Linked DNA regions of Mus musculus: regions 1, 2, 3, 5 and 6 are each linked to region 4. Evidence: chromatin contacts called from public HiCAR-type and promoter capture Hi-C data. All regions are on one chromosome and are shown on one strand. Each heading gives the region's core, a stretch centred on a gene start, on an enhancer-like site or on the middle of the called end of the contact. The rest is flanking DNA. Distances are from core to core; before and after follow the strand shown.

The links. Promoter capture Hi-C pulls out the DNA fragments that hold promoters and counts their contacts. HiCAR-type assays count read pairs that join an accessible place to other places. Capture Hi-C pulls out chosen DNA fragments and counts their contacts.
Region 1: a HiCAR-type map of astrocytes shows a contact between it and region 4, with 5 times the contacts expected there. The contact joins the promoter of Mras here to the promoter of Slc25a36 in region 4. A contact is called at or near these places in 1 of 39 promoter capture datasets (embryonic stem cells) and 3 of 115 datasets of contacts at active chromatin or transcription factors (astrocytes and embryonic stem cells).
Region 2: a contact with region 4 is called in a promoter capture Hi-C map of liver, with 3 times the contacts expected there. The contact joins the promoter of Dbr1 here to the promoter of Slc25a36 in region 4. A contact is called at or near these places in 4 of 39 promoter capture datasets (cranial neural crest, embryonic stem cells, erythroid cells and 1 more), 1 of 484 Hi-C or Micro-C datasets (CD4 T cells), 1 of 115 datasets of contacts at active chromatin or transcription factors (embryonic stem cells) and 1 of 9 other capture datasets (liver).
Region 3: a contact with region 4 is called in a HiCAR-type map of astrocytes, with 4 times the contacts expected there. The contact joins the promoter of Pik3cb here to the promoter of Slc25a36 in region 4. A contact is called at or near these places in 2 of 115 datasets of contacts at active chromatin or transcription factors (astrocytes and embryonic stem cells).
Region 5: a HiCAR-type map of astrocytes shows a contact between it and region 4, with 2.9 times the contacts expected there. The contact joins the promoter of Dzip1l here to the promoter of Slc25a36 in region 4. A contact is called at or near these places in 1 of 39 promoter capture datasets (cranial neural crest) and 1 of 115 datasets of contacts at active chromatin or transcription factors (astrocytes).
Region 6: a promoter capture Hi-C map of erythroid cells shows a contact between it and region 4, with 58 times the contacts expected there. The contact joins the promoter of Dipk2a here to the promoter of Slc25a36 in region 4. A contact is called at or near these places in 2 of 39 promoter capture datasets (erythroid cells and pre-B cells).

What each region holds. Positions count from the first base shown.
Region 1 is chr9:99,434,938-99,438,574 of GRCm38.p6, forward strand. Mras (muscle and microspikes RAS) reads right to left here and starts at 1,775. Exons shown (of 6, transcript NM_008624.3): 1 at 1,373-1,775.
Region 2 is chr9:99,573,952-99,577,105 of GRCm38.p6, forward strand. Dbr1 (debranching RNA lariats 1) reads left to right here and starts at 1,848. Exons shown (of 8, transcript NM_031403.3): 1 at 1,848-2,174; 2 at 2,625-2,749. The coding sequence starts at 1,978.
Region 3 is chr9:99,138,076-99,141,702 of GRCm38.p6, forward strand. It overlaps Pik3cb (phosphatidylinositol-4,5-bisphosphate 3-kinase catalytic subunit beta), which reads right to left and starts at 2,136. Exons shown (of 24, transcript NM_029094.3): 1 at 1,916-2,136. It also overlaps the pseudogene Gm2773.
Region 4 is chr9:97,108,914-97,112,297 of GRCm38.p6, forward strand. It overlaps Slc25a36 (solute carrier family 25, member 36), which reads right to left and starts at 2,128. Exons shown (of 7, transcript NM_138756.4): 1 at 1,998-2,128. The coding sequence starts at 2,038.
Region 5 is chr9:99,627,675-99,631,188 of GRCm38.p6, forward strand. Dzip1l (DAZ interacting protein 1-like) reads left to right here and starts at 1,857. Exons shown (of 16, transcript NM_028258.4): 1 at 1,857-1,995.
Region 6 is chr9:94,536,015-94,539,397 of GRCm38.p6, forward strand. It overlaps Dipk2a (divergent protein kinase domain 2A), which reads right to left and starts at 2,067. Exons shown (of 3, transcript NM_001033145.2): 1 at 1,205-2,067. The coding sequence starts at 1,861.

The DNA.
Region 1 (3,637 bases), core at 525-3,024, 2.3 Mb after region 4:
TGCCTCCCCAGAGGGCCTTTCCTCTCCATAAGGAAATGTCAAGGTCACATCTGGGGGTGGCAGTTTCCACCAGAACATTGGACTTGCTTAACCTCCCACTACAAAGAGACCAACCTTGAAACCCACTGCAACAGAGCCCCCACACCTCCCACCGGGCCAGAGAAAGGCCAAACCATGCCATGAAACGCAGTCGGCGAGGCTAACTGCCTGCAGGGTACTATGAGCACACACACACACACACACACACACACACACACACACACACACACACATCCCCGAAGAAACACCACGGCCTGAAACATTTTCAGCCCCAGTCAGCAGGGACATGCAATTTACAGGAAATAAGAAGGTTTACGGAATGTTAGCAGCTCAGATTTCTTCTCTGGGAAAAGGGGCAGGAGAAAGTCTACGAACTGCTTCAGTGAAAGTGCTTTGTTCACAGCTGAGCCCTTACATGCGTCAGTTGTTAATATACATAGCTGCCACCCCACACTTCAACCCACCACTGCAGGACGTGCGGACTGGTACACTAGGAATGTACAGTGCAGGCTGCACAAGCCTTAAACGTCAGCATCTTAGAGCCTCACTCACAACAGGCCAGAACAGACACGGGGTCAAAAGCACAGGCATAGGCACAGTCCTGGGTAGGTTAACGTCCCACTTCTCCCATCTTTCTGGAGGCGTCCTGTCTGAAGATAGGCAAATTCCCATCAAGTACCAGGGCTTTGTAAGCTTTGCTTTAAGCATTCTCCGCTCACTCCTCGGCCAGCCAGACCTCTGGAGGCCACAGTTTTGAGCGTCATCAGTCAGTCTCTATAATTTGGTCCAGAGAATCAAAAACACCATTGTAGCCCAAGAAGGTTCCCCACCATCAGGAGCTGCCCCAGCGCTCAGGTCAGAGTTCAGGTGACACGGTCTTTGTCCTATTCTCCAGACTGCACTCCGTCCCCAAGGCACCTCAGCTTTGCAGGGGGTTCTACCGTAATGTCAAGGGCCCACTCTGCTCTTCTGAACAGTCGTCTCTCTGACCTAACCCTGGCGTAGGGGCACTTGAGCTCTCCCACTGACCACACTAGACTGTCATTCAGTTTGTGCCCTGCTTTCCAAGCAGAACAGGATTTGGCATGGAGCCTGACACATGATGGGCACCGGGCCGCATCAGTTTAACGAGCGCAGGCCCCAGTGGTGACCAGAGAGCCAGCCCAGCAACCCGAACCCAGGACGCAGTGAAGAGTTGTTTATGAAGAAAGCGGTTTTGTATTATCCACATGAATGTACCACCTCTCCGTAGATCTTTAACCTGATTTACGCCATTTTAAGCCAGGAGAGCCCCTACCCGACCCCGCCGCCCACCTCCCTGCCGAGTCCTTACCCGGGCAGCCGAGGAACCCCAGGATGACTACAATCAAAGGAGTCTGTCTAAGCGGCGGCTAGGCCCTTCCCACTTGGGTCGGAGTGGTGAGCGACTTCTCCGCTGCACACCGTTAAGCCAGAGCCGGTGGTAGGGGGCAGAGGCCACGCACAGCCGGAGCCCGCTGCCCGGGTGCAGCCGGGTGCAGCGCAGCGCAGCCCGGCGAACGCGGAACCGGCCACACCTCCAGCCCCGGAACGGAACAAAGCGCCCGGCGGCCTCCTCCCCTCAGGGTTGCCGGGCGGCTCGCCGCGCGCTCCCGCCGGGGCTGGGCTCCCGCCCTGGGCCACCGCCTCCTCGCTCGCACCGGGAGGAGGGAGCGCCGCGCCCGCCGGGCCCCGCGCCGCCGACTGACGGCTCCGCGCCAGCCAGCCCGGCCGCCGCCGTCCCCGCCCCGCTGACGCCTTAAAGCGACCGCGCACCCCGCGCCTCGGGAGCCTTCCGAGTGGCTGCGACGACCCCCAAACGGCACCACTGTGGGCATTGGGACAGCTGGCACCGGGCAAGGGTCCCCTCGCCTCCACTCACTCACCACACGGATCTGCAGTCTGTGAGCCGCCGATAAGCCTAGGACACCTAAGGGGAATTGGCCCCGGGCGGCTTTAAAAGAGCTGTAGGTTCAATCTTTAACTCTTCGGGCTGCCAACTTCGGGACCTGCGGACGCCTCCCCAGTCCTTAGAAGAGTCCCGTCGCTTCAACCACGTCCCGAGGACCCCAAGATTCCGAGGGCCTGCTGCTTGCTTTAGCTAGGTGCCAGATTCAGGCCTCAAAGTTCTTGAGAATTAGCCAGCGACCTGGATAGGAGGCGGCGGCGACGTTCGCACACCATTTAGCTCTTCCATTGGGTTGGAGTCATTCCCTACTCCCTATCCCCGGCTTTCCCTTTTACAAGACTTGAGATATGATCACATAACGCTGAGTATATGCTTTTAAAGGCGTACGTTTCAGTGGGGTTTTGGTATAACAAAGTTGTGCGACCATAGTTATTTATCTAATTCCAGAACATTCGGGTCACTACTCCTTTCCCCAATAAATTAAAAGAAAAAACCTCTGTGGGTAACCTCTCCCCATTCTTCCCCCCTCCCAGGCTCTGGAACCCTCTAATCTGCATTTCAGCCTCGGTGGATTTGCCTATTCAGAACATTCTATATAAATGGAGTCATACAACATGTGGTCTCTGTGACTGGCTTCTTCCACGGTGTGTGCAGACTGGATGCACGTGGTTCCGCGTAGCCACACCTCGGCCAGACTCATCTCCCACTGTGTGTATAGGAAGCATTTGTTTAGCCTTTCCTCAGTCGATGCTTACCTACTTTCCCCCTTTCTCTCGGTGTGAATAAAGTGCTAGTGTTAAAAGTCTTTATGTAAATACTGTGATTCCTCTTGGATACATACACCTCCAGCGGAATTGCCGGGTTGACTGGGGAACTCTTTCGGGGGCATATATCTGTTTCCAACGCAGCCATAGCATGTTACACTGGCACCACTCACGTGTGTGCGGGGACATAAGCATGCACCTGTGCATGCGTACAGTTGTGAGGACAGGACAACAGTGGGTGTTACCTTTCGGGTGCCTGTCACCATTTTGCTTTATTTTGATCTTTGGTTGGGGTGTGGTTGTTGTTGTTGTTTCTTTTGAGGAGTCTCATTGGCCTTGAACGGCTGAGTAGGTAGAGCTACAAGCCTAGGGGACCTCAACTTCTGCCTCCCTTCCCAGGTAGGGAGGCCAAGACTTTAGACACAGCCTTTGTTTCCATTCTTGTTCTTGCCAACACTTGTAATTGTGTGTCTTTCAGATAATTGCTTCCCTAGTTGGGAGTGAAGTGGCCTTTTGTTCTACATCTCAAAGCTTCTCTCTCTCTCTCTCTCTCTCTCTCTCTCTCTCTATCATTTTTGAGGACATTCTTTTGCAAATGAGCCTTGAAGTCTTGGACCTAGCTTTACTTGTAGCTTTACTTATACGGGACTGCCTGCTATTTTGAGTGCTTCTCCACACCCCTGGCCTCAGGGAACTTCAAAGCTCTGTATCTTGCAAACCTGAGATTCTGCCTAAGGCTGTTTGCCATTGGCCTTCTAGCCACCACCCGTTTAAGGAGAGGCCAGACTCCTATCTAGCGTTATCAAAGCCCAGGTGGCTTTCAAGAGTCCCAGGGCAGAGAACATACTATATGCTACTGAAGGCGTCTTTCACTGGCTGTAGGGAGTGAACGGAGTAAGGAGAGGGG
Region 2 (3,154 bases), core at 598-3,097, 2.5 Mb after region 4:
TCAGGCCGGTCTGATCTACATAGTTCCAGGCCAATCAGAGATACATAAAAAGATCCTGTCTCCAAAGAAAAGAAGAGAAAAGGAAAGGAAAGGAAAATTGGAAGGAACAAACAGAACAGACGCAAAAAAGAGTAGAGTCTGACTTATAAAATTGTATAACCTTGATTAGATCGTCTTTTCTGAGACATTTCTCTGTATGGTTTTGTCTTTCTTTCTTTTTCTTTTTTCTTTCTTGGTTTTATGGGACAGGGCTTCTCCATGCATCAGTCCCAGCTGTCAAATTTTTTTGTTTGTTTTGTTTTTCGAGACAGGATTTCTCTGTGTAGCCCTGGCTGTCCTGGAACTCACTTTGTAGACCAGGCTGGCCTCAAACTCCCGAGTAATGGGATTAAAGGCGAGCACCACCACGCCCGGCTAGCCCCAGCTGTCTTAATTCACTTTATAGACCATGCTGACCACACTGGCCAGGGATCTGCTTGCTTATTTCTGGAATACAAGGATTAAAGGCAGAGCCACCATCCCCTCCCTCCCCCTGCCACGCCCCCAGCCTAGATTGTATTTAACTGATTAAATTTTTCAGTTGTTTAAATGTATACTTCTCTGTTGAGAGGCCAAATCTTGTAAGTTCAGACTCCATTTTAGAGAACCTGGCCAAAGTTTGAACTCAGACAAACTAACCAACATAACACTAGTTTCCAAGTTACCCCTCAACAAGACCAGCGTCCCCAGGTTATTACCCCAACATATCTGCACCCCCAGGTTACGAGGCCACCCCCTGCCTAACGACCACTAATGCAGAGGGAAGCAGAAATTAAGTTTATGATATGACTCCCAGCACCAGCCAATTGTGTTAAAGGCCATGGTAGCTCTCGAATTAGATGCTTAACTACCACCACTACCACATCCCACCCTCTGCTTGTAGCTTTCTATAAAGTCTTGTCCCCACTGACATTCGGGGTACACCAAAAACTGTGCTGTGTGTTGGTGGCGAGCCACAGCGAGCTGGGATAGAATAAAGACCGTGCTATGAGTTACATCAGATGGGCTCCTGCCTGGTTTTGGGGGATCGCTAACACTTTCGTGGCGCTACAACTGTATGCCCTTGATTAGATTTCCTTTACTGGCTTTCTTCTTTGCCATTCATTCTTCCTTGATTAGTCGCCACCTTTTCTCTCCAGAAGTTTTCGAGATATTTAACCTTTCATTCATCTTGCGTTACAGTTAGGCAAACAATTTGGTAGGAAAATACCCATTCCCCTTAGTCAAAAATAATTTTAGAAATTCCCCCCGGGAGGGTTGGTGTATAGTTTTAAAATAATCAGTAAGCTTCAACGTTGCATTTAAATTTTAATGTCATCATTAAAACCTCTTTTTACTTTCTAATTCATTTTTAAGGCAATCATCGTTGCCAGGGAGAGATTTGCTCTAGGGAATTAATTGCTCAATCGCTCCTGCTCACTTGCTTACCTTGATTTTTTTTTTTTGGTTTTTCGAGACAGAGTTTCTCTGTAGCCTTGGCTGTCCTGGAACTCACTTTGTAGACCAGGAAGGCCTCGAACTCAGAAATCCGCCTGCCTCTGCCTCCCAAGTGCTGGGATTAAAGGCGTGCGCCACCACGCCCGGCTGCTTACCTTGATTTTACTAAATTCAATCCCTATTCTTGGAGATTTTATTTCTTTTTCTAGTTTTAAACAATGTAACCCACTAGATTGCTAGCACGCAAGGGATCACGAAGACAGACAGGGTCTCCATTAAACAAGTTCAAAGTTTCCCCCCTCCGGCTTGACCGGGCCCTTCCCGTTCCCTCTCTCGCGAGACTTGGAAGCCGGAAGTTACATAAAGGACTCGAAACTCAGCCGCGGCTCGGTTGGTGTTGGCGGGAGCCGGGTGGGCCGGCTGCCTGGTGTTCTTTGCTGTGCGACCCGGGCTGCAGGTGCTCCGGGGTGTTGCTGTTGAGTTCCGCGGCCCAACGTCACGATGAGGGTGGCCGTGGCCGGCTGCTGCCACGGCGAGCTGGACAAGATCTACGAGACTCTGGCGCTGGCGGAGCGGCGCGGCTCGGGACCCGTGGATCTCCTTCTGTGCTGCGGCGACTTCCAGGCGGTGCGCAACGAGGCCGACCTGCGCTGCATGGCCGTGCCGCCCAAGTACCGTCACATGCAGACCTTCTACAGGTGAGGGGCGCGCGGCCGGTCCTCGCGTGGGGTTCCAGGTCCTGCTGCCGCAGATCGCGATGTCTGTTGGACCCGGAGCTTAGGAAATGGCCCTGGCCTCCTCCTCTCTGTACACACCTGGCTCTTCTTCCCAGGGACCCGGGGTGACACCAGCAGGTTTAGATACTTTGGATTTGCTAGAACACGATGGTTAGTTGATTTAATGATCTGGTTTTCCCGTGACCTGCTGTGTGCTAGTCTGGGTTCTAGAAGCCCAGACTTGCACTTCACAAAGTTCTTGATCTCAATGAATGTGTGCTCGACACTCAAGATTTAATTTATTCTTAAGGGCAGGGATGGGAAGATAGTGGGGACCGTTTGATCGTTTTTGAGCTCGGCCTTTTCCTTCTGACCTCTTGCTTTTTTGTGTTTAGTTTGGTTCCTGACAGCTTTATTACCGTTATGTTGTAGATATTACTCTGGAGAGAAAAAGGCCCCGGTTCTCACCATCTTCATTGGAGGAAACCATGAAGCCTCAAACCATTTGCAAGAGTTACCCTATGGTGGCTGGGTAGCGCCGAATATTTATTATTTAGGTATGTGTTTATGTGCACTTTTTTTGGTCTTGTCAGAATCTGTACCAGCTGGGCAGCTTCTAGAAGACATGTGGTGAATGCCATTAACTTAAATAATCATGAGAATTGAGTTAAAATAGTTATTAAATGGCCAGTCATGAACATACATCCATTTTCTTCTAGAGGTTTAAATAATAGCTAATATGATGACAAGTTTTTTTTTTTGTAGTCTCTTTGCTTTTTTCTTATTGCATTAAACTTTATAATGGAAAATGCTAAACATACATAAAAATACCGAGTAGTTTAATAAATTTCTTTACTTGTTAACCTCAACTCCTATTACTTTGTTCTACTCCCATATTTAAATATCCAGTATTGTTTAAACTTTTCCTGAGGGAGATGGCTGGGATGCCTTAAAGCAAATCC
Region 3 (3,627 bases), core at 886-3,385, 2.0 Mb after region 4:
AAGTCGAAGGCCAGCCTGAGGATAGAGCAATATTCCATTTTAGGTTTGTTTGGGGTTGGTTTTTTGTTTTTTGTTTTTTTTTTAAAGTATACAACAGGGCTGGGGACAGGTAAGCTCTGGCATAAAGCACTTCCCTGATATAAAAAGCCCTGAGTTTTAAAAAATAAAATAAAATAAATCAACATCTGACTTGTGGTCAGGCCAATGATCTTTAGCACAAGAAAAGCAACCTGATTTTTCCACTTTGTAAAAACACCCTGAAGGTGGAATGTCCTAGTCAGTGTGTGAATCACGAGGGTAAACTAAAGATGCTTCTTAAATCCTTTTGGCTTTAGTGACTACAATTTCAATTTTACCATTTCAGATTTTTGGTCTTCCAAAACTTGGGCAATAGCCTAATCCAAGCCACCCTGATCTTTCACACATTATATAGTCTTTCTACACAGTTCTGTCTTCTGCTTTCTTTTTTAAAAATCTGTGTGTGTGTGTGTTGTGTGTTCCTCAGATGCCACACATCTTATTTTTTTAGGTAGAGTCTCTCATTGGCCTAGGGTGCCATGATTCTGCTAAGCTAGCAGGTCTACCAGCAAACTCCTGGAATCTACTTGTGTGCCCCTCCCCAGCAATGGGACTACAAGTGGATGCCACCCTAACTTTTAACATCTATTCTGGATATGCCGAGTTCTGTAATCCAAAGACAAGGGAGAAAGAGGCATGAATCAAAGCCAGCCTAGTCTATAGAGTGAGTTCCAGACCACTGAGGACTAACACCGCAAAGTTCTGTCTCAAAAGATCCATAACACCGCAAGGTTCTGTCTCAAAAGATCCAAAACAAAATAAAACAAAACAAAACAAAAAAACTTACAAAGCAGTACCAAGACCCGCAAGTGATAATGAACTCCTGGAAACTCAGACTCCTTGGAGATTTCATTACGACTGGTATTCCCAAACATCCATTCAGCACTTCAGAATAAATACTCATCTAATTTAATTATGATGACTTCACCAGACAGTAAGTAACACTGCCCACAACGATGTTTACAAAAGCACTTGTCACTCCCTTCGGATGTAGCAATGCAGGAAAAAAGGAGTATGTTTCCATACTCTTCCTGTGTTTATACTCTGTAACAAGTGACAATTTAAGTGTCACTTCAGATGGGTTAAATACCAAAGTAAGTCAGGTAACATGTCCCACCACCATCTTCCACGTTGTGTAAACTCTGATTCTGATAGGATTCTTAGCACTAATTCACTCCGTACCCAAGACAGGTTTCCAAGTCAGCCTTTCCAAGAGAGAAACTACAGAATTCTAGGAAGAGACTACAGAATCCTACTCTGGCCGCTGTAAGATAACAGGCTCCTTCGTTAAGCAACTCGAGTTGAGCTTATTGCAACACTAGAGCGGTTCGGAAATAAATTTGCCCCCAATACCAACCTCTAGGAAGGAACAAGCCAGAGCCAGCAAGGATGCTGCAGTGAGCGACTCCCAAAAGCTCCCGTCCACCGAGCACTTACAGCGAGGTTAGCACGGCCTCCCGCAATCCCGGGAGGTGAGTATTCACAGTTCCCGCTTCACGTCTCCTCGGGGTATTTCAGCCAAGGCCGCGCGGGACGGGTTAGCCGCAGCACCGGGACTCTGACCGGTCTGAAACCGGAGAGCCCGGAATCGTGCGGTGAACGCTGCGCCGAAACACCTGAGGGTCCGCAGCCGCCGGGCGTCCGCACCGACACCGGCTGGGCCGTGCCGCGCCCGCTCTCTCTGTGGTCGCCCACCGGGCGCCCTCCGCTGCTCGGTGTCCGCCGCCCGAGGCCTGGGCGCCGCGTACCTCGGAGCCCGCGCTCCCGCGGCCGAGCCCGGCAGGAAGCGCCCGCCCGAGCCGCCAGCGCCGCAGCCCGCGCCGCCTCCCGCGCTCACCTGCCCCGCGCGCCGCCACCGGCTCCCGATCCCGCAGCGCCGTCAGCAGCTCCCGCAGCCGTGCCCGCCTGGCTCCGACACCCGCATGCCCCGCTCCCAGTCTCTTGCTGCCTTCGGGGCTCAGCGCGACACCCGCCCACCGCCCACGACCATGGCCGGCTCCGTCGCAGCCGCTGCACCGCCCGACGGAGCACGCGCGCGCCACCGCCGTGCCCGCGCCTGCGCGAGCGCGCGCGCGAGCCTCCCGGGCTCTCCTCCCCGCTGCCCGGCCCCGCCCACCCTCTAGGGCCAATCCCCCGACGCCCGCCTCCAGGCAGCCCCGCCCACTCACCGCGCAAGCCCCGCCCCTCGAGGGGAGGCAGCACCAGCCTCGCCCTGTGCGGCTGTCGGTGCCGCGTTCCTACTGCGCTGCCGGCGCGCTGGGGTTGGCTCGCAGAGCACTGCGGTGTCTGCAGCCCCCAGCTCGCCGCCTTCGGGAAAACCTGCACCTCCCGGTTCCGCTTCTCCGCAGACTCCCCTTTGTTCCCACGGCCCAGCTGGCCTTCCATTCCCTGCGATGTGAACGATCATTTAGATGTAAAGAGTCCAGCCTTTGAAACACTTCTGTGTTCGTCTCTGCACCACCGCAGCTGACGTTTGGCTGCCAAACCTTACACTTCGCCCAGCGCTTTTTTTTTTTTTTCTCGCCTCTGTCTCCCTGCTGTCGGGAAATTTCATGGCTCTTTAGTGAGACGCTTGAATTTCACTTACTGTCAGCCAAACCTTGGGCGCGGCGGATAGAGCTCAGCGGTAGGGCACTCACATAGCCTAAGAGGTCCTGCGTGGGATACTTGTAGTCTTTTTGTTTACATATAGTAAACCTACTGTAACCTAACGCCACTCTAACAATTCAAGCAAATACTTAAGTAGTCTAGGATAGAATCTACAAGTAGAAGGAAAATGAGACAAGGTGTCAAAACAATAGTTTGATTCTGCGGATGTAACTAAGTGATTTAAAAAAAAAAAAAAATCAAGCGTGGTGGCTAATGCCTATAAAGCTCTGCATTCAGGACCAGAAGGCAGGTGCATTGCCAGGCCAGCTAGGTTACTTCCTGAGTTGCAGACTAGGCAAAGCTGCATAGCAGGGACCCTGTCTCAAAAAAAAAACAAAAACAAAAACAAAAAACAGAGGTTAACCTATTTCACCATGCTTGTACAAGTTTGGGGTTTCTACAAGTAATTTTATGTGGAGCTTTTGAGGCTTCAGCCCATTGCCAGTGGGACATTAAATGCTTAACCCAACTGTGAAGCCCAGGTCTTTTCAGATGTCTAATGAATAGAATTCCCCTTAATATTTAGCGAGCTCACAGCCAGAAATGTCAGTAAAGGACCTTCACACGTTGATCCTCGACCCTTGTACCAAGCTTCTTCCTTCCCCTCCACCACAAGGTCAGTCTCATGTCCACCACAGAAGCAAAAGTATCTTGCACTAGACTAGCAATGGCTTTCTGACCAAGCAGAAAGGGTTGGTGACACAAGCCAGGCTGGCAGATCTGTGAGTTGAGGCCAGCTTGGTCTACAGAGCAAGTTCCAGGAAAGCTAGGAGTACACAGAGAAACCTGGAGAGAGAGAGAGAGACAGAGACAGAGAGAGAGAGAGAGAGAGAGAGAGAGGCAGACACAGAGACAGACAGAGACACAGAGACAGAGAGTAAAACAAGAAGCTTGCCAAAT
Region 4 (3,384 bases), core at 878-3,377:
TCACCTAACACTGCTTCTACAGAGTATATGTACATATGGAACCACTATGTACGAATATGAGATGCAATGGGAAGGAGGGGAAGTCACAACACACGTACTTTGCCCCATTTAACATTCTACTACTGTGTGCGTACTAGACTTCTTGAGAAGTGGAAGAAATGAACTGATATTTTTGAATCCCGTACATAATAATTCTCCATTCCAGCTCTCAACTGAAACAAAAAGCCTACATAGAATGGCCTAACTTCACAAGTGTTTATAAACACAGTGATGTCCTAGTACAACTGGAAAAATCCACATTCAGACTAACATTTATATCCTACACATGCATGTGCTTTAACAAAACTTACACACACACATATGCCTGGACAAAGAATAACAAAGGAGCCACGCAAGGGCTCTAGAAGAGACCATTGTCAACTCTGCTCTACAGGAGAAGTGATTAAAGACTTCTATTTCTTAACTCAAAACAAATTAAAATACCAACCTGAACTACATCTATGGTCTTCTAACTTTCAGAAGATCTAACTACAAGTAGAAATCCAACTACAAGATGCTATCCTTACTTTCTCCTACTCCGCCCCCCCCCCCAACACACACACTCGGAGAAAGAGGGGGGAGGAGAGAGGGAAAGAGAGATTAATAAAATGTTCTAAGGGACCAGGCAGTGGTGGCACACACCTTTAATCCCAGCACTTTGGAGGCAGAGACAGGCGGATTTCTGAGTTCGAGGCCAGCCTGGTCTACAGAGTCAGTTCCTGGACAGCCAGGGCTACACAGAGAAACCCTGTCTCGAAAAACAAAAACAAAACAACAGAAAAAAAAATGTTCTAAGGGCCCGAGGATGGAGCCCAGTGGCAGAGAACTTGACTAGCAGGTGCCAAGTACAGGTACTGCAGAAATTAAATTAGCCCTTTACTGGCAGGAAGCATTTTAGAAACACAAAAGGCAAACTGCTCCTCATAAAATTAGTAGTTGCTTTAATGGCAGAATAGTGGACCGTTCAAAATTGGTGAATCATAAATGTTGAATGAAATGTGTGACAACAATGTAAAGTACTGTCATATTGGCAACAGAATCTCCACACATTAACTCAAAGCAAACAACCATGCAAAGAATGCATACATATATGTATGTATCCCTTAAAGTGGCTGATCCAAGAATCAAACCACCAAACTTTAAAATACTACTTTATTCTGTTATATAGGTTAAAAAGTTAATTCACCATAGCGATTTTTTGTGACAACTTTATAGTCTTGCAGGTAAAAGTCTTAACGTTGCTCTATTATTTCTCTAAATAACTGGGAAGGAACATATCGAATGGAGGAACAAACTTGGCTCAGCAAAATGGCTGTAGCTGGGGGATCAGCAAACCAGACTTCGGGCTCCACACTAATCCTGTACACATATATAATGATTTCATTTAGTAGTCGCCTTCTCTCAAACCATCCATACCCCTTCTCCAAAGCAGGCAGTGCTGAAGGGTCGGGGGGGGGGGGGAGGGGGTTGCCTTCCCATCTCAAGAAAAGAAAAGAAAAGAAAAGAAAAGAAAAGAAAAGAAAAGAAAAGAAAAGAAAGAGAGATTGATTGATTTCAAAGTCACTGCCACTTTTGCACCATCTCCCGCAAACCGGGGCAGGCAAGGGAGAGAAAATTTTCCGAAGCTGGAAATAACCTCTGCGCACCGCGGGCGAGCACTGCAACGCCTTCCCCGCCGGCTACGACGCCGGCCAGCAGCAAAGGCGCAGCGGCGGCCGGAAACAAGGTCGCCCGCGAACGTGGGCAACGTGAGGCCCAGTCGTGCGGGACGGGGAGGCCGAGCCTGCTCCCATTTTGTCGCCATGGCCGAGCCTCCTCCGCGAGGTCCGGGTCCGTGTGCCTCCGCTGTCGCGCAGTACCGGACGAGCTAGGCCGCGACTCACGCCCTGCCCCCGCCCAGGCTCGGCGTGGCCTTCGCAGGCCCGTGGCCTCCAGCCCGCGCGCCCCAGCGACCTTACCCCCCGGCAAACAGATGCACCAGCGTGTCCCTCTGGCTCATTCTCTCTTCTGCATGTCCTCCGGGAGTAGAGGCGGGACGCGGACCCAGCAGGCCGCCACGGCCAGCGGCGAGGGCCAAGAAGGGGGACGCAAGGGAGTGGGCGGAGCCGCCGCTGCGGAAGGCCACCCGCGAACCCACCCCACGGGGTTCCTGCTCCAGCGAGCTCCGTCGGACTGCGCAGTGAGAGTCGTGAGGAGTCGGAGGTCCCTACATAAACAGAAGCTCCTATTGGCTTAGGCCGCGTGACGTCACGAGGTTCGCACGCCTCTTTCACGTGATCGCCCAGGGGGCTCTTCAATGAAGGGCCGTGGGGCAGGACGGGAATGCTTGCTGGTGCGTAGTGGGTCGGCTCGCACTCTCATCCGATGCGCTGATCAGCAGGTCGCTCAGCCCTCGCCACTTAACCTGCGCTGGCCGGCTCTTGACGATCTAGGATAAAACCCTAGCGGCCCAGGGCCACAGCAAGTTTTTGGGTTTAGAACTGAGCCTTTCTGTTTCCCCGTGTTTGCCTTGGAAATCACTTGTGCGAATATACTCGCTTGCACTCTCACAAACAGCACGGCATTAAACATGATCATTAAACATAAGCGTTAAATTGGGATCTGTTGTGGAGTGGCGAGATAAATCGGGTTTTTTTGGTTTTTTTTTTTTGTTTGTTTTTTGTTTTTTGGTCAGGAAAGAGATGCAAAATCTCACTTTGAGACCAACCCTGGCTGCTCTCTGGGGCTTGCCCTCCAACTCAGAGACCTGTGCAAGCCTTAGACTCCCAAGTGAAGGGATTAAAGGCGGTCCACACTCTGTGGAACATTCCTGAGATGGAATGCTGACGGAGAATTCCTGACAGGTCTAAGGTAGAGTCACATGAGGGAAAAGTGTTCAATAAAAGGCAAGTAGATTAAAATGTGAAGGTTTACTACAGGAATAAACCAGCTACTTATTTTACTAATCAACACATTTCTTACATGTATATGTTGGACTAGGGAAAGTTTTCTTTCTCTAGAAAATGGCCATTATTTCAATTTTTTGTTAACTGCTTATTTGCAAGGTACAGATGAATCGTCAAAATAAAATAAATAGATATCAATATGCTAATCACACAGAAGGAACAGAAATATATCTCATTATTTCTTTCTCTTCATCCCCCTCCCCCATAAAACTGCCCTTCCATTTGCAGGGGCCCCATCACCCTTTCCAGCCCACATGAAATTTTCCAGAGCCACTTACGGGCACAACTTGACAAAATTCTAACTGCTTTAGCTCTCTCCGTGTTGTCCGGCAACTAAATTCCTACAAAACGTACAGACTGCAAATGTCCATGCCACTGTAAAGGACTGAGTGTGTAAATT
Region 5 (3,514 bases), core at 607-3,106, 2.5 Mb after region 4:
CTCCTAACCAAACAATGTTAAGGATGGGGACTCCAGGAAGTGATGCAGTTATGAGAGTAGAGCCCTCCCAGCTGGATTCAGTGCCCTTACAGAAGAGTCTTTTGAGAGCTACTAGATCCTTCTACCATGTTGATTAGAAATAGAGCTCTAGGCTGAGGAGATAAAGGGCTGCCATATTGGATGCTGTGGCCTCAGCAGATGACAGTTATTCAGTGCTTGTGATTTCTCATCAAAACAAACAAACAAACAAACAAACAAACACCAAACCTTCACTCCAGGAAGTGATGCAGTTATGAGAGTAGAGCCCTCCCAGCTGGATTCAGTGCCCTTACATAAGAGTCTTTTGAGAGCTACTAGATCCTTCTACAATGTTGATCAGGAAATAGGTGCTCAGCAGATGGGATCTGCTGATGCCTTGATCTTAGACTTCCTAGCTTCCAAGAGCAGAGCGAAGGGGTTTCTGTTTAGTCTGTAGTATTGTATCACAGTAGTCTAAATGGACTAAGACAAATCTGGTCCATGTAATAACACATGCCAGTATTTCCTTCCTCATTAAGGGTGAATGATATTCCATTGTATGTGTAAGCCACGTGTTCTTAGCCAATCAGCTGCCCATGGGCGCTTGGATTACTTCCACATTTTGGCTGTTGTAAATAATGTTATTATTTTATTGTACATTGTGTGTGTGTGCGCGCACGCACATATCTGTATATACAGATGTCAGAGGACAAGTTTCAGGAGTTGTTTCCTTCCACGGTGTGGGTTACAGGAATCCAATCCAGGATATCCGACTTGATGACAAAGCCCTTTACCTGCTGAGCCATTTTGACAGCTCATTAAATACAAGTGTCCAAGAGTTTGTTTGGGGTCTTGCTTTAAGCTTCTTTGGATATAGATCTAGACATGTGCCTTATTTATTATTCTGTTGCTGAGAAGAGACCCCATGACCAAGGTAACTCTTATGAAAAAGAAAAGTACTTAACTGGAGGCTTGCTTACAGTATCAGAGGCTTAGTCCATTTATCATAATTGCAGGGAGTATGGTAGCAGGCAGGCCTGGTGTTGGAGAAATAGTTAAGAGTTACATCCTGACCCACCTGACCCGTAAGGGTGGGCGAAGACTGGGTCTGACATGGGCGTTTTGAAACCTCAAAGCCCACCTCCAGTGTCACACTTTCTCCAACAAGGCTATACCTCCTAATCCTTGTAATATTTTCAAATAGTGCTGAATCATGGCAAACCATTTTGTTTCCCACAGTGGCAGTACCATTTTGAATTCCCATCAATAACGCACAGAAATTTGAGTTTCTCCCCACCCTTGGCAACGTTTATTCCTAGGGCTTTTGTCCTTGCTGTCCCCAAGATGCAGAGCTTGGCATTTTGAAGCTGTGTTGAGAGAAAGGCCCTAAGATACAACAAACCCTCCCAGAACTTAAAGTCACGAGATGAGAGTCCCAACGAGAGGGGGCAGGGATCTATAATCAGGAGAGAAAATATAATACCCCCAACTCCTGCCGGAGCTTTCTGGGCAACGTTAATGGATAAGGGATCTGAAAGGTGATTGCCATCTGATCAAATTGGAGCACACCTATGGGTCTCCTAATGTGGCTCAGGTCAAATTCCTTTAATTTTGCGGGCTTGCCAACAGTCGCTGCATCCTGCCATGTGAAGTGAAGGGATGGTGACAGAGTCTGTCCTGCCGCTCATCAAGGCCTGGGAACTTGGATGCTGGATTTCCTTAACGAATTCAAAGCAGCACTCCCTCCTTCCCCCCAACCCCCCTCCCTTGCAACTCTAAAAATAGCTGTTCCCGGGCTCTGGGGAGAGGCTCCGCCTCTGCTGTGGGTGGATGGGCTGGGGGTAGGGGTTGGGGTGGGAAGCACCGCAGACCCCAGGCCTGAGCTACTGGCGGGGAGAGACGCGTAGGGTCCGCGCGGCTGGCAGCATCCTCGGGCTGCACTGTAGGAGATGGAGTGAGTCTGGACTTGCGGATGGGGTGAGTCGGGACGTGGGAACCTCTAAGACCTCCAGTCGCCGGCCCTTGTTCCGGGTGACCCCCAGACTGCCACAGGCCTCCCAGGAAAACTATGTCTGGAATCCAGCGGGGAGCCGCCGGAGGGAGCGCGGTTCCAGGCGGAGCTACTTGGCCGCTGCGCGCGCAGGTTAAACATTAGTGGCTGCGGTAGCCAAGCGAGGAAAGGAGCTGCGTGGTCGAGGGTGCTTCACGACGTCCCGCTCCCTGTGCCTCCATCCCTTTATCCCAGCGGCTTCGGATTGTGCAGGACTGAGGTACCCTGCGGGGGGGAAGAGCTCGCATGCCAGGAGACACGGAGGCGCGGAATGGGGGATGTCTGACACCCAACCCTCGGCGTTTTCAGGAGTGTGGTCTTGGGAAATGCAGTTTTTGAAAACAGTAAAGCGATCTAAGGGACTGCAGATCCGAGTTCTGTGGGAAGTGGGGTTCGGTTACTAACGAGATGATTTTTAAATAAAGATTGGCGTGTCTAGGTTCCTCCGCTTCCGGTCCCGGGCTGAAGTTTAACGGGAGCACAGACTTAGGGGTGGATGAGAGTAGAAGTCCACAGGGCAAGTGTGTACCAGGCAGGATCAGAGGACAGGGCCTGGTAGAATTGCCTTCACAACGGTCCTGAAGGGCCCAGGGCCGGTGCTGTCCTGGCCATGTCTCCAGGAATTGGTTTCTAACAGGATTAGGCCTAGGGAGTGTGAGATGTTCCAACCCTGCTCTCCCATCTGTCTGTAAGTGTTCAGCAAGATGGTCACTTCCTTCCCCAAGGTGTGGTCTGGCAGGGGAAAACTACCCTGCTCAGAGAAGGTTGTCTGTCTGTCTGCTTGCTCCCTCCTGTGGAAATGGTTTTAGATCATTAAAGTACAGAACCTTCCTAATGCTGCAGGCCTTTAATACAGTTCCTCATGTTATAGTGATTCCCCCAGCCATAAAGTTATTTCATTCTGCTTCATAACTGTAATGTCGTTACGGTTATGAATTGTTAATGTAAATATCGGACATGAAAAATACCTGAGATTCCTCGGGGGTCGCGACCCACAGGTTGAGAACCACTGTTTTAGCTGCATGCCTTAAATTGAGAACAGAAATCTTGTGCATTTGGGAGCTGAACTTCTTTTGTTTGTGCCACTCAGAACACTTCAGAGGAGAAGGGGAGCCCTTGGTAGGCAGTTCTGAATGTCCTGTGCTCACTTTGCAGAAGAGGAAGCTGTGGGCTAGCCAACCACTTGCCCCAACACTGGCCAGTCACTTGCTTGGTGATTGTAGTGACGGGGTCTGGTCCAGAATAAAGATGGAGAGGCTCTGTTAGGAAGCAACAGCGCTTTAATAGACAAGAAACCCCAGGACAGTCTGTTAGTTTTCTTTCCGATGTGGAGCAGGTTTTGTTTGTTTTTGACACTTCTGTGCCTGGGGATAATAGGTCCTGCTAGGCCTTATTCTCTAAGATATTCCCATGAGCCACCAGTCAAAGCCCACCTCCATTTTTGTT
Region 6 (3,383 bases), core at 817-3,316, 2.6 Mb before region 4:
CTAATGAATAGAATAATCCTGCAAAGTAAGCTTAACTGAATTTACACTGATCAGAGATAAAACAGTACTTATTAAACCATCTGAACTTTAAAATTAACCTATCACATATATCTTAACAGCAACTTGAAATTTTATTAAGGCTCACATTAGAACTTCAGCTGATCAAATACTCGTGTTAAGGATGCTTGGCTGAACTAATCAAGGCTGATTTCTCTTGACTAAGACGCAGAAAACTTGAAAGAAAAAAAAAGCCACCAATAGAGTACATTCCTATTCATACTTTAATCAACAACAGAAACAAGGTCCAAACCCTCTAGCCATTAGTGACATTCTTAGCGGAGAAAGGGCGTGAACTATACAATCAATTACTTGTGGTTAATTTAAACTCACTTTCCCTAGCACTTGACGTTTAGAACTGGTAACTTTTCTTGCAGCCAAGAGAGATCACACACCTACTGGACAATCGCTGCCCAAGGGCACAGCACTTTAGCGGGGGGGGGGGGGGTGTTTGAAACAAATTACTCCAAAAATAAACCGGATTCCTTTCTCTTATCTATTTTCTTCTTGCCGCCACCAGTAAAACGATTCCATTCTATCCTCCTAAAAGGCACGTTTATTTTCGAAATGAAGTCAAGAAAAAGCAAATAAGTCAGTTGGGCTAGAGGCCAAAACCCTTTTCCTTAGATCCTAGCTCCAACCTAAAAAAAAAAAAAAAAAACACTTTAATTCCTTCCTTAACCGGATTACCATATGACTAGGGCAGGCCACAGCATCAGGATGCAAAAGTCCGTCTTGGCCTTTAGCCTTCCCAGCCCAAATCTAACTCTTTCCCCCATTTCCTAGCTTCTAATTCCACGCAAAGCACGAGTCACGAATTAGCTCCCTTCACTTTACCACCACCCCACTCTCTGATCTCATCTTTCCCACCTGGTCCCAGAACTAGCTGATTGACTAACAGGGAGATGATCTAAGAAATAAAACAAAGACAGACTCGGGGAAGTTAGGCTAGCCAGGCGGGACAGCAAAGGACGTGTGCCCAGGGTGCCCAAGTCCTCGGAAAGAGGTACAAGGGCTCGCTATCGCACTGACACTGGCATCCAGACTGGGACGAGCGGGAGGGCGGAAGGAAACTCGCGAAGAGGCATTTTGGGAGAGTTGGGGACGCACTCCCTCTGGCGTCGAAGAGCCCCGCGCCCGCGCCTACCTGTAGCACCAGCGGCTCGGGGTTGAAGGCCAGGGTGAGCAGCAGCTGCATGCGCTCGGAGTCCTTGAGGTTACGCAGCAGGAAACTGCCCGAGTCCTTGGTCTCCGCGTAGCGGCGCACCAGGCGGTCCAGCAGGCGCTGCGAGGGGCAGTGCACCAGGTCCGACCAACCCTCCACCGCCTCCGGCGTGAGCAGCCGCACGTCGCCGTTGAGACGCGCGAACTCGGTGCGGGGCATGGCCTGGAGCAGGTCGCAGCGCGGCCGGCCGGTGGCCCGCTTGCAGATGCTCTGGTCGAGCTGCGCCAGCTCGCGCTGCGAACCCAGGCGCTTGAGCACCACGCGCCGGCGGCCGCCCTCGCGGGGCTCGCCGTACTGCGCGAAGTACACGTTCTTCACGTTGAGGAAGTCCAGCAGGCGCAGGCGGCCCCACGTCTCGAAGCCCACCTGGCCGTTGAGGAAACGGCGGCACCAGCTCGTGCCGAAGCACGCCGGGCACTTATTGAGCTGCAGGAAGCGCCGGTCGGCGAGCTCGTTGCGCTGCCAGGAGGCGAGCAGCGACGGCGAGTGCAGCAGCATCAGCACCAACAGGCTGCCGAGCGCCGCCAGCTTCAGTGCACGGGACAGGCGGCCCAGCTTCAGGGGCACCAGGCGCCACATCCCGCCCGCGCGCGGCAGCGGCCGGGGCCGGGGCGGGCGAGCGCACCCCGCCGGGCCGCCCCACGGCGCCGAGGCCCGCGGCGCAGACGGAGGGCGGCAGCGAAGGAACCCGAGGACGGGCTGCGCCGGCCGAGCGCGGCGACTTCCCGATCGGCTGTCTCCACAACTCCCGGTGCCCTCCTCCGAGCTCCCCGCCCTCCGACTCCGCGGGCGCCGCCTCCTTGCCCGCCAAGTTATAGAGGCGCGGGGAGGGGGGGGGGGAGGAGGGAGCGCGGGAGCCGCGGTCGCGCGCACGCGCACTCCCGCCCGGGACGCTTGAGCTGCGCCTTGCTGGGTCCCGGGCGAGCAGCGCGCGCGGGGGCGAGTGAGGAGTCCCGGACGCCTCACACTCGAGAAGCTACGGTGCGAGGAGGGGAGGAGAGGATGCGGCGGGGCCCCCACGCGCGGGCACGCCCGAGAGCGAGGGGCGGGGCCGGGGGCGGGGCGAGCGCGCCCCCGGGAAGCGTCAGCGCGAGCTCGCGGGGAGGCGGTGGAGAGGGTGGGTGGAGGGCGCGCCCGGGAGGGCGGAGCTCGCCAGCTCCGCCACCGGAGACCTTCAGTAACGGCTACTCTGGGGTGACTGTCGGGCTACACAGGCGCCCCGGAGGCCTTTGTGGGAAGGTCATTGGAAGGGAGAGGGCGGAGGCAAGCGGGAGCAGAGAGGCCCATCCTGGGAGCGGGAGGAGGTGGGGCCGAAGCCTGGGGGCGGGGCTGGAGTGGGGCCGGGCCAGGTCCTGGGGGCGGGGCCTGGCCGCCCGCTCCGGGCCTTATATGGTGTGGCGCGCGCTTGTTCTTTTGACTGGCGGGACCTCTGGGTCGCGCGCTTTGTGCCGCCGTAGGGCCTGCGGGCAGACAGTGGGCCAGCGGTTAGGGACCGGAATGCCGCTGCAGGGCTGGCGATGTATCTGCGGAGGCTGAGTTACGGTTTCGCTGAGTGAGCACTGGCGGGATGAGGTCCTTCCTCACCGGCGCCGCCCGCCGGGTCCCCGAGGAGCCCGGTTCCCCCATGCTTCACAGGCTGGGCCCAGGCCTGCCTTGCGGCCAGGACGCGTTGCTGTGGCGATGACCCCAGGGAGCCAGGCCGTCAGGTGCCGCACCTGTGCGGTCTAACCAGCTCCTAACAGCAGACTGCGGAAATAACCTGGCCTAACGCGCGTGGGGTTAAGTTTTAGAAGGTCTGGGATCTTCAGCAGTAACTTCAAAATATGTTCTATTAGAATACTTTTTTTTTCTTTAACTTTTAGCACTCCTGTGATTGTTGGTCGAGTGGATAGCTAGCTAATTCCTGGTCGCTGTTAAATATACTTTTACTGCGCTGATTTTTAGAGGTCAAACAGGAAAATCATAGTAAGTAGTAACGGGTATGCAAAGAGTAACTACTGAGACAGTGAGACTTATCTATACAAGATCGTGAATCACTTTCCCGAATTTTCTGTATTTGATTGTAGCATGAGGACTCGCTTCTGGAAGAATACGGGTAAGG